2 separate regions of the Anser cygnoides genome follow, and region 1 is linked to region 2. Evidence: chromatin contacts called from public Hi-C data. All regions are on one chromosome and are shown on one strand. Each heading gives the region's core, a stretch centred on a gene start, on an enhancer-like site or on the middle of the called end of the contact. The rest is flanking DNA. Distances are from core to core; before and after follow the strand shown.

Region 1 (5,144 bases), core at 1,169-3,668, 110 kb before region 2:
TGTCTGGGAGAGAGTTTATCAGGTTATGCTTTTTTACAAGACATGCAGAGGCAGAAAGATACTGGCATTTGTATTGCATGTAGTAGGCTAGAACACGTTTGGTCTATCTGCTCAGAGGCATGAAGAGAAGAGTTCAAGTACTTGGAGTTTGGCATTTTCGTTCTGTACTGAGATAAGTACATTTCAGAAATCTCAAAGGAAAATAACTTTCAAAAATCTTATAGTGCAAGAGTTGACAGGCTTTAAAGCGTTTCAGGTTACCTGCTGCAGAGAACATTAAGGTTTCCCTCGGTCTCCTGGAAACTTGCTGTTAGAAAAATATTCATAGTAAATGTTGATGCTAATGGATGAATGTTGCTCTTAATGAGGTTTGTTTTGTGACTTTCAGGTTTATTACATCTACTGCTCTATAATGTTAAAATGTGGAAATCATAGAAGTATGTTCCATACAGGGTTTTCACAAAGCATTGCTATGTCCACTTCCTATTACCTATGCTTTTTTATTTCATTAAAGATAGCTCATAGAAGGCTACGCAGACTGCCCGGTAGTTGCACTCAGAGGGTGGACTGTAGCAAATAAAATGTACTGAAGAAGCTTTTTGTATCTGTTTTTAGCTGTTGTTTGTGGCTGCTTCAGTACATGTAACCCAGTTACGCTTTTATATTGATTCGTTGAAATGGAGAGCTAAGAGAGGAACAAAATTAAGCAAAATCTTTGAGATACCCCAGTGGATATGTAACAGTGATGCCTTCAAAGGTGGTAAACGATTGGTAGCATTCAGGTTATCCCCCAGGAGGAGATAGGTAGGTTTGATCCTACTTTAGGACCCTGATTAATTCTTCAAATTGGAACCTGAAATGGTAAGTTTCATTCTACTAGCCAGATGTCGTGAAAGAAAAGTACCAAAGGACATTGTTTAATACACCTTTTCTAATACCTTCATGGTGTGTCTGAAATCTTGCAGCCTAAAAGATCAAAGCAAAGCATTTGGGAATATGAGAATTTCCTTAATAACCTTTGCACTAGACCAGAAAATAGGCTTCATTTTTTTGCTGTTGCTAGACTCTCACCATCCCAGTTTTCTTTAACTTTAAAACAGCCTTAAAAACCATGTATAATGAAAGGATATTCTCTTTGCCTTTGCCATCTGTTTTAAAGGATCAGCAGGACTTTAAGGGACTAAAATTCACTTTCTGACTTTCTTCCTTTGAAGGGAAATGGTACAGCTACTCTCTGAACATTTTATATATCATTTTAGTTATTGATCTATTTTTATGTAGAATTCGTACACCTGTTGGGAAGTACCGAGCTGCCGTGTACAAGACTGGAAAAAGATGTCTTACTTTGCAGAGGTAGTTTTGAGCGGCTTATGAAGAGCAAAAGATTTTTCAGCTATACATCTAAATATAAAAAAAAGGTTAAAAAATGTATGCTTTCTGGTGGGACATCTCTTTTCTTAAAAGAGAGGAGCCTGACATTTATTTTGGCAGCTAAATTTTTTCATGCATTTTCTGGGTGACACAAAGGTGGTATCAAATCCATTGGTAGGCATCAGAGAGGTGTGTTTTTAATGTTATAGAGACATTTTTCATGAATTCTGTTTGCATTACAAGTTTGGATGCTTGCAAATTGGACTTAGGTCTAAGCTGATTATAGTTGTTTATTGATCTTGCGCATCGTGAGCTGTTTTGTACCTTTCATTGTCTTCAAAATGTATTGGTCAGCTTCCAGTTTGGATGAGAAAACAAAGCTTAATTCTGTAATTGGATTTCTTTGGAGCAAGCCCTACTCCAGTTTTGCTAAAAATAATCACTGAATTCAAGAGAGACTTTAGGGGTGATGGAGTATAGTGGTGTACTCTGTTAATTTTAATTTATTGCTGCTTTGCCATTGCAGATGGTACTTTTTCAGAAAAATAAATACAATTAAATGTTTATTTATTTATAATAAAAATAATACCACAATAATCCAGCTATTGTTATTAGTAACAATGAACAGACTTTTATTAATAAGAATTAAAAGACTGTTTTCTTGGTTGTGTCCTATTGGAGCCTCCGCCCATGGCTGCCTCACAGCATCAGCACAGCAAGAAATCCTCTCTTTAGTGCTGTAAACTTCTCTGTGTTTCAGGCGGAGGAGAAGGCAGATGCTCTAAATAAGGAACTGCTAATGACCAAGCAGAAGTTGATTGATGCAGAAGAAGAAAAGAGGCGCCTAGAAGAAGAATCAGCTCAGGTTAGGGGCATTTCTGTCATTTTCACATTTCTGTGCAGTACAGAGAGAGGGGGAAAAAAAAAGTGACAAGCGTGGGAAGAGCGTAATGTTCGAAGTCATGTTTGTGCCTCTTCTGTAGTGTAAAGGACGTCAGCAAAGCAGAATTCTTTGCTTTCCTGTCAGGTGCTTCATAGAGTAGTGAATTTTTAACTTGAAATTGCGAAGGCGCAGACTGTGTCAGAGATTACTGCACAGAGAGGCAGCATAGGACTTCACCTGTCAGTACATTTAATACTTTCTTCTCTAAACTAGTCATTTTTCTAGCAATGAGAGCCACCAAAGTCCAGCTTTTCCCTGTTTCCATGTAGGTGAGATAGACCCTTGTTCCCTGTAGAATACTGCCCTGTGCGAAAAGTATTGAGGTTAAGGAGGAGGAGGAAATACCAACCATTTATTTTTTCAGGTTGTACAGATATTACAAACCTTTTACCTTTTTTCCTACAGCTGAAGGAAATGTGTCGTAGGGAACTAGATAAAGCAGAGTCGGAGATCAAAAAGAACAGCTCTATTATTGGTGACTACAAACAGGTAAGAACAACTTAATGATTATGTGCTTTGCAATCTAATCCCAAGACTTTCTCAGGTACTTTAGGAGACTTCTCCACCATGCATTTGAGGAGACATTTTAGCTATTTTAAGCAGGAAACTTGCTCTTGCTTTGTTTATTTTGCTGAGATAGTGATAGCCCGTTCTGTTTACCCCTGACATAGGTATTTGTAGATCACCAGTCACCACAGCCTCGATGACAGCCTAACATTGTTCAAGCTGGCTCTCATATATCAAAGTTGTAGCTTATTCTAAAAGCTCTCCAATCTTCACTTCTTCAATCTGATGGTAATTGCAGTTAAGAAGAAAATAAGATGTCTTTTCTTTTCAAAAATTTTGCTTTAGAATTCAAGCACCTGATCATCAGGTATCAAGGGAGTGAATCCGTGCATCTTTTTATTTTTTTTAGACTTTTTTTGGTACTATTTTGGTGTCTTGGCTGGTGCCTTTTGTCCCAAAGACAATAAGAAGAGCCATGCTTTTCATAATCTTTTTGGATTCCTTTAGCAAGGCCAAACAAAAGGCCAATAACTGATGTTGAAATTGCACCTTTTCCTATAGGCATAGGAGAATATGTATAGAATGAGACAGCTTAATGTAGTATCCCAATTTTCCGATTTTTCTCAGAGCCCTCAAACAATCCATATTAACATTCTTGTAGCACTTATCTGTGCTTTAGCATTCATCTTGGAGAAAATGTACATTTATAAATGGTCTGGTAACATAATTTTGCTTTCAGATTTGTTCCCAGCTGAGTGAGCGACTGGAAAAGCAACAAACAGCAAATAAAGCTGAAATTGAGAAAATACGGGTAAGAGACCAGATAGAACCACAGTCTGCATTGTTAAAGTCTTTTAGCCAAATCATAACAGAAAGAATATAATTTGTCATTACTAAAATGATGGTTGAAAGAGCATTCATTGTTGACTTACAGTTTTGGAATTAAGATTATGAGGGGGAGATCTTGGAGGAGAGATGGATAGCTGTCATCTTTTTCCAATGTCATATTGGTTACATTTTCATGCTGGGCAGTAATAAATGTTAATTGTTCTGAGGGGTCTTTTTTATTTATTTATTTTTTATTGGAGGAGATTGCTCTGGCTGTCTTTTACAGAGCCCACTGTCTTAGCCAGTTTTACCAAAAATACAGCAGTGTTTGTACAGCCCACAGATCTGGGCATGGCTGCAACCTACTTGACTGTGCTCCCTGTAGTTAAGAGTTTGCAGGCCATTAGTGGTCCCTCTCAACATTGTGCTGCTCTGCCAGAGCAGAGGCAGGAAAAGGCTGTGATAATATCGTCAGTGCTTCAGTACAAGCATTCACAATCAGGTATTTACTTTAGCAAAAAGTGGATGACTGTGAACATTGCCGGGAGTTCTTCAATAAAGAAGGCCGTGTGAAGGTTGCTAGTTCAGCCAAGGATGGTTCAGATGAGGACACAGATGAGGAGAAGGAAACGCTGAAAAACCAGCTGAGGGAGATGGAGCTTGAGCTGGCCCAGACCAAATTGCAGCTTGTGGAAGCAGAATGTAAAATACAGGTAATATTTTGGGGGGTTTATTCTGTAGTGTATATGGTGTGTCTGCATTCCTAGAAAAGCGTGTTTGTTGTAGAGGGGTTGGAACAGATCCTTGTGGTTGAAACTGTAACCTGCTGTTTCCTGTATGGCTTATTTAACCAAATATTGTCTGAAACTTGGTGTATGCAGATAAAATAACTGAAATCGCATGAACTGTATTTACCAGCTACCACAACTTCCAGACATTTGCCTGGCTGCAGTGCATTACTTACTGACTGACCTTCTGCAGCTTCTTGGAAGAAATCCAAGTTCTGACAAACTACTGAACCATGCATTTCTTTATCTCACAATGTTAAATGAAGAACTAATGTGACAAATGTTAGACATATTTCTTAAAACATGAATGAAAAGCACTACAGATATTTGAGGTACTAGTGTAAAATATGACAATGTTCTTCTTCTAGCCTAAAACTGGTATGTTAGTGCTTTTCACAGAAACTTAAAACTTAGTCTGTAGAATGTCCACTTTTTGTGGGAACACCTCCTTCTCAGATAGAAAGAATTAATGGATTTACATGTACTAAAGAAAGCTGAATGTTTCACTGTGGGCAACAACAAAGGCTTGTTTTGCTTTTCAAAGCTTTTTTTTTTTTACCTGCTTGTTATATTACTTTTAATTTATGTAAGACTTGTTCAGCTTCTACAGTAGCCAAGAGATTGTAGATGTCCTACATCCTTCTAAGTTTAACTCCTGTAACTTTGTGTTGTGAATGCATACCAAATTAAAGAAATTACTCTTCTGT
Region 2 (4,985 bases), core at 1,030-3,529:
TTATAATGATATTGATGGCCTAGAAAGTCATGAGTGTGCAGGCCTGAGATACTGAGAGAGCTGGGCAACGTCCCCAGCTTGTGAGTGGAAAATGGCTCTCAGTAGAGTTGTCCCTTGTCTTCATGGTGACAGACATGTCTGTTTAGTTACCTGGATTAGAATAGGAGGTAGTGAGAATATTGAATGGAGTGTTTATTGAGATGCAAATGTGCAAAAGAGAGCCCCACATCTTTGTCGTCCTGGAGAAAATTACTCACTCCTCAACATTTGGCACATGTGTGGTCTGCATCCATTCTGCTCCTTGCTACCGACTGTGGTAAGAATGCACATTTTGTGGAGTCCCAGTTACAGAGCATAATGTGTGCATGAAGGCTGCAAGAGATCACAGAGATTGCATCTGGAAGGAAAATGAGGCAGTGCTTGCTGATTTATGCAGCTTTCAGAGGTGTAATTTCCGTGGCACACTTGTCAAATACAGTGCAACAGGCCTTTGAGGCCAGGCTGCCTCAGAGCACACTACCTCTGCATGCTCACACAGAGCAGCTAGATGCAGTTGTTTTTCAGGCCCAGCTGGGAGCTTTCCCAAAGTTCCCTTTTCTCCACCCCCTGCTTTGACCTCCACAAAGTGCTAAATTTTGCATTAAAAGGTTCCTTTCCCCCAGACTCTGCTGCAGGGATTACTTACTCCTTTCCTTTGGCTCTGATTGCAGGTTGCGCTGCTTCTGGCTGAGCCTTTAACTCTTCCCCTGGAGCCTGCTGAGCCCCCTAGGGAGCGCTGGGACTCCGGGGTTGCCAGCAATGCAGACAGTTGCAACAAACTGATTCAGAAGGGTGCCTCCCCAAGGTGGTTTTTGGCTGGCAGATCGGAACACTGCCCAGCACTGCCCTCTCGTGGCCCGAAAGGCTCTCTCTGGGCAGTGCTAGTCGTGATAAAAAAGAGAGACATTTCATTTACAAACATGTTGGATCATTTTGACAAAAACGGCAGCAAAAAGTCCTGGTAATACTCAACTTCAAAACCCTCTTGGATCCAGGCAACATATTGGACACATGCTTCTTCCAGCTCTAGCACTTTACTTACAGAATATCTTGCCTGAGAGCCGTCTCAGTCAGTTAGCTGCTTCCTCTTAGCTGCTCAGCGTCCTCATCTCCCCGTCTGCCAAGAGAGGCCTCCTGGAAGGGGTTCGCCTCCACTGATGCAGCTGTAAGCAGTGGAAGAGGATCAAAGGGGCTTCAACTTGACCTGTAGCACTCCAGCAGAGTCTCACATAGATCAAAGGAGACGTACATGGCTAGAGCCTGACTTCTGTAACTTCTCGTGGAGATAACTTGGCAGAAGCTTGGCTCCGTCTTTACGATGGCCGAGGCTGCATGTAATGTGAATGGCCTCGCGCGCTGGAGAGGAAGCTATAAAGTATTGTGTGTGTGCTAGATATCCTTGTTCCAGTTCTTCCAATTTGTTCTTTTCTGAAATGAAACATGTAATGGGGATCTCTGCACAGGCGGCTGATATCGCAAGGCAGAGGAGTTGATTCCAGGCTTCAGGAAGTCTGCTTCCATTTTGTCCCCTCAAACCCTAACCTCAGACCTTCCGTAGCCTGCAGACAAACGGGAGTCTTCCCAGAACTGGGTGGTAATCCTGATTAGAAGAACTTATGCTTAAGATGTCACTTTTCTTAAGAGGACCTGGTGTTGTCCCAGTTTCTCAGTTAAAGCAGGATTTCAGAGGCTTTCTTCCTTCTCTGTGCTGTATGACTGACGGGTCCTTTGTGTGTTTGAGCCAGGTCTCTGGTGCATCGCAGGACTGAGAGTGTGTTGCCACAGGATGGCGCCTGCTGGCCAGGCTTTCAGGGCTGCACGTACGGGAGGAGGCAGACCGCACACGTGCGTGTAATTGTTTGCTATATTCAGTCTTAACTCACACAGATATTTCCGATGAAATTCCCATAAGTGTTTGTTCTGCCTTTGTTTTACAGGCCTGCTCCTCTGCCTTAACACTGCAATTTTATCTGAAATCAATTATTGTGTGCCAGGAAAGGGAGACCGGGTCAGAAACTCTGACCATATTTCTATATTTCCATATCTTGAGAGTGTAAATTTTGTGTGATTGTTCCCAATTTTTAGTAGCAACTTCGAGGTTTTGATTTGCAGACAAAACTTGGCTCATCTGGCGTGTGGGTGTTGCGGTGGGTGGCAGAGCGGTCGGTGTGCTGCTTGGCACGGGGCTGGTGGCTGTGGCTGGTGGCACTGGGTTGACAGCGCTGGTGGTGCAGGAATTTCTTCTCAACTCCTGTTCTCACATAGTGGCCTTTGCTTGAATTCATGCAGTGCAGAAGGGACATCTAGTGGCCAAATGGAAAAGTAGTGACATGGATTTTAAGGGTAATTGTTATTTGCAAGAAAGAGCAAATTTTGAGAGATTGGGCCCCAGAGAACCCTCAAGCATTACATCACCGAACTGTCTTTGAACCCTTCTGTTTGCAGAATTGGTCTGTGGGTCTGTAGGCTTGAAAGTCCAGAACTTTAAGTCTTTTTGAATATATCTGGCACTTTTTGGCTGTGATTGAGAGCAGAAGTGTACCAAAGCAGTGATTTTTCCAACGATTGTTTTGAATGGAACTGGAAATTTGTTTAACTAGCATAACTTCGCTTGTACCAGGCCTGCAGTCACTGAGGGTTGTGCCTAATAACACTCGGCGGAAGCTGATGAAAAAAAATCAGAAGATTTTGGTCCCGTTAGATTGCATCGCTCAGTTCAGAAAACTAGAATATTTGTTTGGTGGTGAGGTTCCAGAACTGCAGGGAGGGAAGGTGAGGCTTGTAGTGAGTACCCTATGTGCATAGACAGGAGGCGGGAATCACCCTATTTTTACCAGCTTCTGTCTGTGGTACTGACTGTCACCTCACACGTGTAATCTCTAGTATCCAGTCTGTAATGTTAGCACTATTTAAGCCCAGTGTGAGGAAAAATAGTGCAACCATGCCACCATGCATAGTTCTTTGTGTGGAAAGCACAGACTGTTTTGTTCAGGTACTTTGCTGTGCGATTCGTTGTGAACTGTTTGTAGAAAAATGTGTAGGATTGTTTTGTGAAAAGTGTGCAAAAAAGGAGGTAACATAGAAAACAGAAAGGTTCTGCAGGGTACCCCAGACCTTCTCTCTCCCTTTTCCCCTAATCCAGCTCGCCTGCTGCTGCCCCATTTTCCTGGCATGCATTTCCGGCTTGCAAAGTTTCCTGCCTGCTTGCTGAGAATAGAAGCCTTGCTGTTACGCTGTCCTTAAGTCTCTCGTAATGAGTGTTACACAGACGAAAGCAGCTGTGTCCTTTGGCTCTAATTTTAATACTATGGTAAAGAGCAGATTATACTGACGTTGGGCTGCAGCAGCGCAGAGGTAGCACGAACCATGGCCAGTGTGGGGAAGGCTTTAGCAAGGATGACTAAGGACTTGGAGCTTATTCTTTAGATAACAAATCCACCCAATTGTGCTCTTTCTTTGGAAATGTAGTCAAGCCTAACAAATCAGGGCCTTAACAGAGTTGCATTAAAGTCCTTTAATTGGACTAAGCTGGTTAATACCTGCATTGGTTTCTGTATGCCCCAGGGCCCAGCACAGAAGTGGTCTGCCATTTATGTTGGCAAAATCCCATACAATTGCAAGCATGAATGTTGAAAAATTAAATTCTAATATCCTCATAGGTAGACGCCGGATTAAAGTATTTTACTTAGGATAATGAAGCAGATGTCTTGACCTGTGCAGGCTTTGGTAGCTTGGGCTAAATGAGCCTTAAGTCCCAGCAGACCTCTTAGATGTGCTACCAGTTAACATTGTCTGAAATGTACTGAGACACACCAGGAATGTTCCTCTCAAGCTTTTTTATTTGTTCAGCCTCTGCTAAACCGTTTTGCTCTTTGAATCTAGCTAGCAGGTACCAGGTCTTCAGGAGCCAGCGGCTCCGTCAGGGGTGTGAGGTGCCACAGACCCCAAAGCAGCAGCTGCACGTGAGATCTTAGCCTCTGCGGGAAGGCCTCTACTTTGTTCTGTGTGGGAGGTCACTACACTGCCTCTGTTGTACGAACACTGCACGGCCTGCAGGTAGACACACGAACCAGAAATTACTGTGGGTAGTTGTGAAGGATTGCAGTGTTCAGCTTAGAGAAGGTGTTTGGTGGAGGAAGAGCTGTGTTCCTTGCAGTGTAGCCGTGCAGTGGGTTCGCAGGTATTGCTTCGACAAGGCAAGTTGTTGGCAGCATCATTCACACAGGTGAGGCAAAAAGTTCTGAGCAGAAAGATTCTGCACGTCAGCGCTTGGTTACATCCCCTGGCAGCAAAATGAGAATCTAAGGAGGGAGAAATGAGTTCCAGATGGCTGCCGTAGCTGGCAAGAAAACCGATGCTGAGGCTGGTCTTGAGAAAACAGAGTGGAGACACCAGAGCTGGCAGTGGGGGCAGGGTGGTCCAGATAAGGTTGATAACACATGATGCATCATCTGCGGAGTGTTCTGAGGCAGGACAGTGAGGTGAAGCATTTGTTACCAAATTGTGGTGTTCCGCTGGTGAAAATGCCCACCGAACGTGCTGTTGTTCTGCCTTCTGTGCTGAAGGGAGAAACAAGGTGGTAAGCAGCCATTTCCCCGCACGTGGCCCGTCAGCCTGGCCAATGTAAATTACTCAGTGCAGGATTTCTGTTGCTTTCATCAGATTCTTGGGGGGGTTGCCTTTATTTATTTCCTGCCATAAAAGATTTCACAGTGGACGAACATGTGAGTAATGGCAAAAGCAAGAGTCAGTCTCACAGCTTTCTCTGAACCCCTGCTGTAGTTTCGCATACACCTTTGTGCACAGCAAACGTCACATGAGACCCTGCCAGAGACTTACCCTTAGTTTTACCTTTACTTTTAGTTTTAGCTTTGGGATATATGGAGCACTGACTCCAACTTGGAAGCGTGTTTATTTTGTTCTACATTATCCTGCATTTTCAAGTT

Evidence for each region. Hi-C and Micro-C count contacts between places; a contact is called where the count stands out from the background.
Region 1: a contact with region 2 is called in a Hi-C map of fetal liver, with 1.8 times the contacts expected there. The contact joins two enhancer-like sites. A contact is called at or near these places in 4 of 7 Hi-C or Micro-C datasets (fetal liver, granulosa cells and liver).

Annotation. Positions count from the first base shown.
Region 1 is chr20:2,003,410-2,008,553 of Taihu_goose_T2T_genome, reverse strand. RABGAP1 (RAB GTPase activating protein 1) reads left to right here. Exons shown (of 27, transcript XM_048052158.2): 23 at 2,132-2,236; 24 at 2,720-2,803; 25 at 3,561-3,632; 26 at 4,165-4,362. Among named protein-coding and RNA genes, the nearest start is that of GPR21, 30 kb to the left of the region's middle. Within about 2 kb of position 2,418, at least 1 of the 3 cell types and tissues checked has open chromatin away from gene starts, as enhancers often do. A contact at or near this core is called in fetal liver, where this site is marked.
Region 2 is chr20:1,893,590-1,898,574 of Taihu_goose_T2T_genome, reverse strand. All of the region lies in intron 2 of CRB2 (crumbs cell polarity complex component 2), which reads left to right. Among named protein-coding and RNA genes, the nearest start is that of STRBP, 24 kb to the left of the region's middle. Within about 2 kb of position 2,279, at least 1 of the 3 cell types and tissues checked has open chromatin away from gene starts, as enhancers often do. A contact at or near this core is called in fetal liver, where this site is marked.